2 separate regions of the Macaca mulatta genome follow, and region 1 is linked to region 2. Evidence: chromatin contacts called from public Hi-C data. All regions are on one chromosome and are shown on one strand. Each heading gives the region's core, a stretch centred on a gene start, on an enhancer-like site or on the middle of the called end of the contact. The rest is flanking DNA. Distances are from core to core; before and after follow the strand shown. Region 1 overlaps ARHGEF12 (Rho guanine nucleotide exchange factor 12). Region 2 holds the start of ARHGEF12 (Rho guanine nucleotide exchange factor 12).

Evidence for each region. A called contact is a pair of places that touch in the nucleus more often than the background predicts.
Region 1: a contact with region 2 is called in a Hi-C map of fibroblasts, with 2.2 times the contacts expected there. The contact joins the enhancer-like site here to the promoter of ARHGEF12 in region 2.

Annotation. Positions count from the first base shown.
Region 1 is chr14:121,119,129-121,121,828 of T2T-MMU8v2.0, forward strand. ARHGEF12 (Rho guanine nucleotide exchange factor 12) reads left to right here. Exons shown (of 40, transcript XM_077964534.1): 10 at 846-986. Among named protein-coding and RNA genes, the nearest start is that of ARHGEF12, 96 kb to the left of the region's middle. Within about 2 kb of position 1,338, at least 4 of the 40 cell types and tissues checked have an H3K27ac peak or open chromatin away from gene starts, as enhancers often do.
Region 2 is chr14:121,023,357-121,026,056 of T2T-MMU8v2.0, forward strand. It overlaps ARHGEF12 (Rho guanine nucleotide exchange factor 12), which reads left to right and starts at 1,253. Exons shown (of 40, transcript XM_077964534.1): 1 at 1,253-2,700.

The DNA.
Region 1 (2,700 bases), core at 88-2,587, 96 kb after region 2:
ATTTTGCGTGTTACACCTCAGTAATGTTGACAGTTTTATGTTATTACTAGACAAATACAATATTCCTACCCTGTTTGGGCAGCTATCTAAATCTTTATAACCTGGCCAGGCGTGCGTGGCTCACACCTGTAATCGCAGCACTTTGGGAGGCCAAGACGGGCAGATCATCTGAAGTCAGGAGTTTGAGACCATCCTGGCCAACATGGTGAAACTCCGAGTCTACTAAAAATAAAAAAATTAGCCAAGTTTGGTGGTGTGTGCCTGTAATCCCAGCTACTCGGGAGGCTGAGGGAGGAGAATGGCTTGAACCATGGAGGCGGAGGTTGCAGTGAGCCGAGATCCTGCCACTGCACTCCAGGCTGGGTGACAGAACAAGACTCCATCTCAAATTATATAAATAAATAAATGCTTATAACCTGATCTAAATGCTTGTAATAATTTATGTTATAGTATTATGTCCCAGAATTGACCATTGATTGACACTCTGAAGCATTGGAAGGTAGTTAACAAGAAACTGTAGGGTAATAACCTTAATTAATGGGCAGACAATATCAATTAACAAAACATTTTACCTTTTTGCTATATTTGTAAGTTTGAACTTATATTCTTTTTACCAAAATATCACTTGCCCTGTCTTTAAGGTCATGCCATTTTAGAATCCCAGAATTAGTAGTTATTTATGGATTTTACTTGTAGAATTTTAACCATACTTGAGCACATCAGAATGTCCAACTTTTAGCAGTCTCCATGTAGATTGTAGTACCACTCTATTTCTTTATGCAGCAAGTAATGAAAGTTTTCTTTTATGTGTTTGTGTGGGTGTGTTTTTCTTTAATCTGTTTTAGGATGGAGCTGTAGTTACACCCTCCAGACCTTTAGGTGACACCCTAACAGTCAGTGAGGCAGAAACAGATCCTGGAGATGGCCTGGGCAGGACTGACTGTAGCAGTGGAGATGCTTCTCGGCCCAGTAGTGACAATGCAGATGTAAGTATTCAGTGTTCTAAATCTTTTTTCTTCTGTATTCTTCTTTACAGCCCCTTTCTAGATTTGATTTTAAGTGACGTGAGTTAGAGGTGTCTTAGCACTTTTTACCATCCCCATTTTTAATATACCAATTTGATAAACAGAAATCTGGATACTGTTGTATATAAGCTTTTAATTCCAGAGTTCACTTTTTCCCTTGAACACCCATTGCCAACTGTTTCTTTTACAGGGATGGAATTTCCCAGCAGGCATCTTGTTCGTGGGTAGAGAAGTTACTAATGCCAGTGCATTCTTACTGAACCGAGAGACCAACTGTTGATATCTTTAAGAGCATGTTAATATTCCATTTGTGGTCAGAGTGACTCAGTCTTGAATCATGGGGCACTTTGCCATTACCAAGAGGAAAAACCTTAGTCCTGTTAGATAGGCTTCAGTTAATAGCCCAGGTTTAGTAACAGCACTTTCTTGATTAACCCAGAAACTGCCAGATGAACATGAGTATCTGTTAAGACGATAATAAAACATTTTAAGCTGAATATGATGTAGCACCATAGACCTATGAATACTTAAAAGCTAAGTTCAGTATTATTTACTCAACAATACTTTGTAAATTGTATGCAGTGATAGGAATAATGACTTAAATGTAGATCACCCTCTTTAAAAGTGATGAGGGAAGTTGTCTGAACGAATGTTTTGTAATTGTGGGTCATGAAATCAATTTTGTGGGTTATATTTCTTTAAAAAAAAAGAATAGGAAATACAGTGCTTTGCATATAGAAGAGATGTCACTTCTTGGGACTTTTGTTACATATACACACATCTACTATTTAACAATGTGAAGTTTCTCTCTTATTGAAGGTTGTTGGGATGGGGGTTGTTTTGTTTTGTTGTTTTTTAAAAAGGAATCCATGGTCTAAGCCATAAGTCAGGCTGTCTCTTGAGGCTTAGGCCCAATGACCCAGTTCCTCATCCAAAAAACAAACTGAGGATTTGTGGGTTTTTATTTACTTATTTATTTATTTTTGAAAGATGGTGATAGGAGTCTCGTGATTGGGTTAGCTAAAGGTTTTAATGGAAAATTTCAGTTTGGGCTCAAGGAAAAAATGGTAATAGCTAATATTTGTTGGGTATATATCACATACACAGTGATGTGTTTTATGTTCCTTAGTTAATTCTCAGAACAGCCTTATGAAATAGTACCGTTGTTACTGTAACTTTACAAAAGAAAAAATTGAGTTAATTAATTTTAACAAAGGGAGTTAACTTTCCACACTTATTCAGGCAATAGGTAATCTACTTCTGCCTAGCTCCAAAATACCAGTAATCTAAATATAAACAAGAGCACTGAGGTATGAAAATGCAAAACATTTTGAGAGAGCAGTGAAAATTTTAGGGCAACCTGGTGTATTAGGGTTATAGATGAAATGGCTAGAGATTATCTTAGAAGCCAAATCATGAGTCCAGGTTATAAAGGGCTTCAGCTTGTTCTAGCAGTACATACTGCTTTTGGGAATGCTTCTCGTACTCTTCTTTTTGTTTTACTGCCGCGTCTCCTCTCTGTTTTCATGGCTTGTCCCTACCATGAGATGGGAAGTTCCTTGAGAGCAGAGGGACTGTCTTGTCTGACTTTATGTTTCCAAAGTGTAGCAAATTGTAGGCATTCAGAGCAAATGATACGAATGAGAAATTTGAATTTTATCTTGTATTTAGAGGA
Region 2 (2,700 bases), core at 3-2,502:
GCTTTCCCACAGCAAAATGCCTTCTTTGCTCACAGCTAGAACCGTGGGTCTGTTTAAGTTTGGAAAGATCTTGAAAGCAGCTTGCCAAGAGGTTTTGTATGCAAGGAAGAGAAGGTGAATTAGGAAACTTTCCCAGTTTGTTTTATTCCTGAAGCTTAAGTATTGAGGCTTCCCTCAAGTATTAAGGGAAGAGAGGAACTCATTTTTAAAATGCATGATTTGATGAGTCATTGGGTTCAATTAATTTGATACTTACACTGTAACATTATTAGAATAGGGGAAAATAAGATATTTAATACTTTTAAGAAAGATTTATTAAGTTTGGGAATAAGGTTTGCATTTTGGTCAGTGTGTATATATATATAGAGAGAGAGATGAATGGGATTCGTTCCAGTTACATGTAAACACTCAATTTAAGAGTCTTCAGGGTAGAATTGTCATGCTAGGATACACCAGCAGGTGGCAATGTGTCCTGGTCTCATCATTAGGAAAGTGCCTTGGCTAATCTGCTTCTATTCTTTCCAAAAATAAACATTACAAAATTAGCTGGCTGTGCCTTGAACCTAAAAATCGAGCAATAAAGAGTCGTCTCTGGCCTCTGTTTATCTTTTCCTTTTTTTTTTCCACCCCCCCGTTCTAACTAACGTCAGTGTGAGCTCATGCCTCTATTCGGGGATAATGATCCTTTCATGAACTGTTGTGGAATGACTTTTTGCAACAGCATTGTTAAGAGGTAATTGTTTCCTCTCTCCACATCCACTGTTTATTAGATTTGATTTGCTACTTGGATTCCACAAAATGGCTGAAATTCCTTGCCACCAACATAGGTTTACGCTCAAAAGTCTGAAAATAGTTGGATAAAGGGAATAGCCTCTTTAGACGTTTGCAGGCAGAACTGAAGAACTGCATTATACGTGGTACCTAAATTGCCATAATACTGAATTATTCAATCATAAAACTAGATGGGTATCTAAATCTCTCTACCCAGAAGGGGAAAAAAACGAAAAAACGTTTGGAACCCTTCAGAGAGAACCGTAATGCTATTTACTGGATAAATATACTTCATTTTCTTCTCCCATTTCTTTCCACAACACACTTGTTAAGTCGCCATGCAAAGCACCATGCCTTCTCAATTTGGCAAATAACACATTTCATTTTGCCAAGGCAAAAACAGCCTAAAAGCAATATTTATACCGAGAAGCCCTGGCTGCAGTCCCCAGCTGCTCTCCCTCAGCCCTGCGCCTCCCGCTCCCGCCGCGCTCTCCCCCCGGAGCCGGCAGGTGCCCAGGTGAGCGGGGCCTGCGGAGGCAGCGAGGGGCGCCGGCCGGGCACTGGTAGAACGCTTGCAGCCAGAAGGCAGGAGAGAGAGTACATTCCCTTAAGGAATAAAAGTTTCCAGGACAAGGGGGGCTGGTAATTTCCAAAGAGCCTCCCAGCACGATGTCCTAGGGATCTGGGGGGCGCTCTCAGGAGGTCTCTGGTGAAAGTAGACTTAGTACAAACTGGCCTCGAAAGACAACGTCTCGGCACTCAGGGGCCCAGGCGCCGCGGGAGGTTGGTGGGCCTCCCGGGGCTGCACGGGTCCCACCTCCCTCCGCCCCGCAGGACTACTTTTCCGCTCCCCCAAACAGGGCTCCGGCGGAGGCGTCCTTACAAGGGCGGGAGCGCAGCCCTGAGCGGCGGAGGGATCCCGGGTGAGGCGGCTTCCCGAAGTCAGAGGGGAGGGGGCCAAAAAAGTCGGCGGGGGACGGGAAGCGCGAGCTCGCGCCGGACGCGGCCAGGGCCGGGAAGCCAGAACCGGAACCGGAACCCGCGCGCGCGCCCGCGTTTGCGCGGCCCCCACCGCCGCCGGCCTCCTCCGCTGTCTGCGCGCGCTCCCGCGAGGGCCTCCAGAACCCGGCGAGCCGGCCCTGCGCGGGTAGAAGCCGCCGCCTCCGCCTCCGCCTCCCGGACCAGGGCTTCCAGGCCGGGCCGGACGGGCATCTCCCGCCCCTCGCGGGGAGCGTCGGGGAGGAGCCGCCGCCTCTGGCGACTGCGGAAGAGTCCGGGCCTCAAAGGGATGGGGAGCAGCCCGCGGCGCTGAGAGACCGGGGTCCCTGTCACCTCGGGCCGCGGGACCCTCCCCCGGCGCCCGCGGCTAGTCCCAGCACCGGGAGCCTGGTGGGGGCGGCGAGCAGAGGAGGAGCCCCGGGCCCGGGACATGGAACCGCGCGAGCCCGGCGCGGGACGGCCGGAGACGCGGCCAACGCTGCGGCCAGGAGCAGCCGGCAGCCCCAGATAGAGAGCCGGGAGGGAGGGCCCCGGCCCTTGCCGCGGCGGGGAGTTCGAGGCCCCGAGACTCCGGAGGAGGAGCCGACACCCGTCCCAGAGCTGATCCCGCCCCAGCCCCGGCGGGAGTCGCGGGTCCCCTTCCCACGGCGCGCGGACTTCTCTCTCTGAGGAAGTTTCTCCTTGTGCCTTCTGGAGGATTTGTCGCTAGCTCGACTCACTCTGGACTGACTCGCTCCCTGGCTTTCTCAGTTTGTTTTGGGAGATAACTTGTTTTCCTCCAACCCGCATCCGTTGACCCCTTCCAATCGGATGGTCTAGATGACTGAATGGAGTTTTGAGTTGGACTTTTGTGTCCCTGACGGAGTTGGGCCTGATCCCAGAGCACTGGGGGTGGGGAGGAGGTGTTACTGTAAAATGCAAGTTGGATAA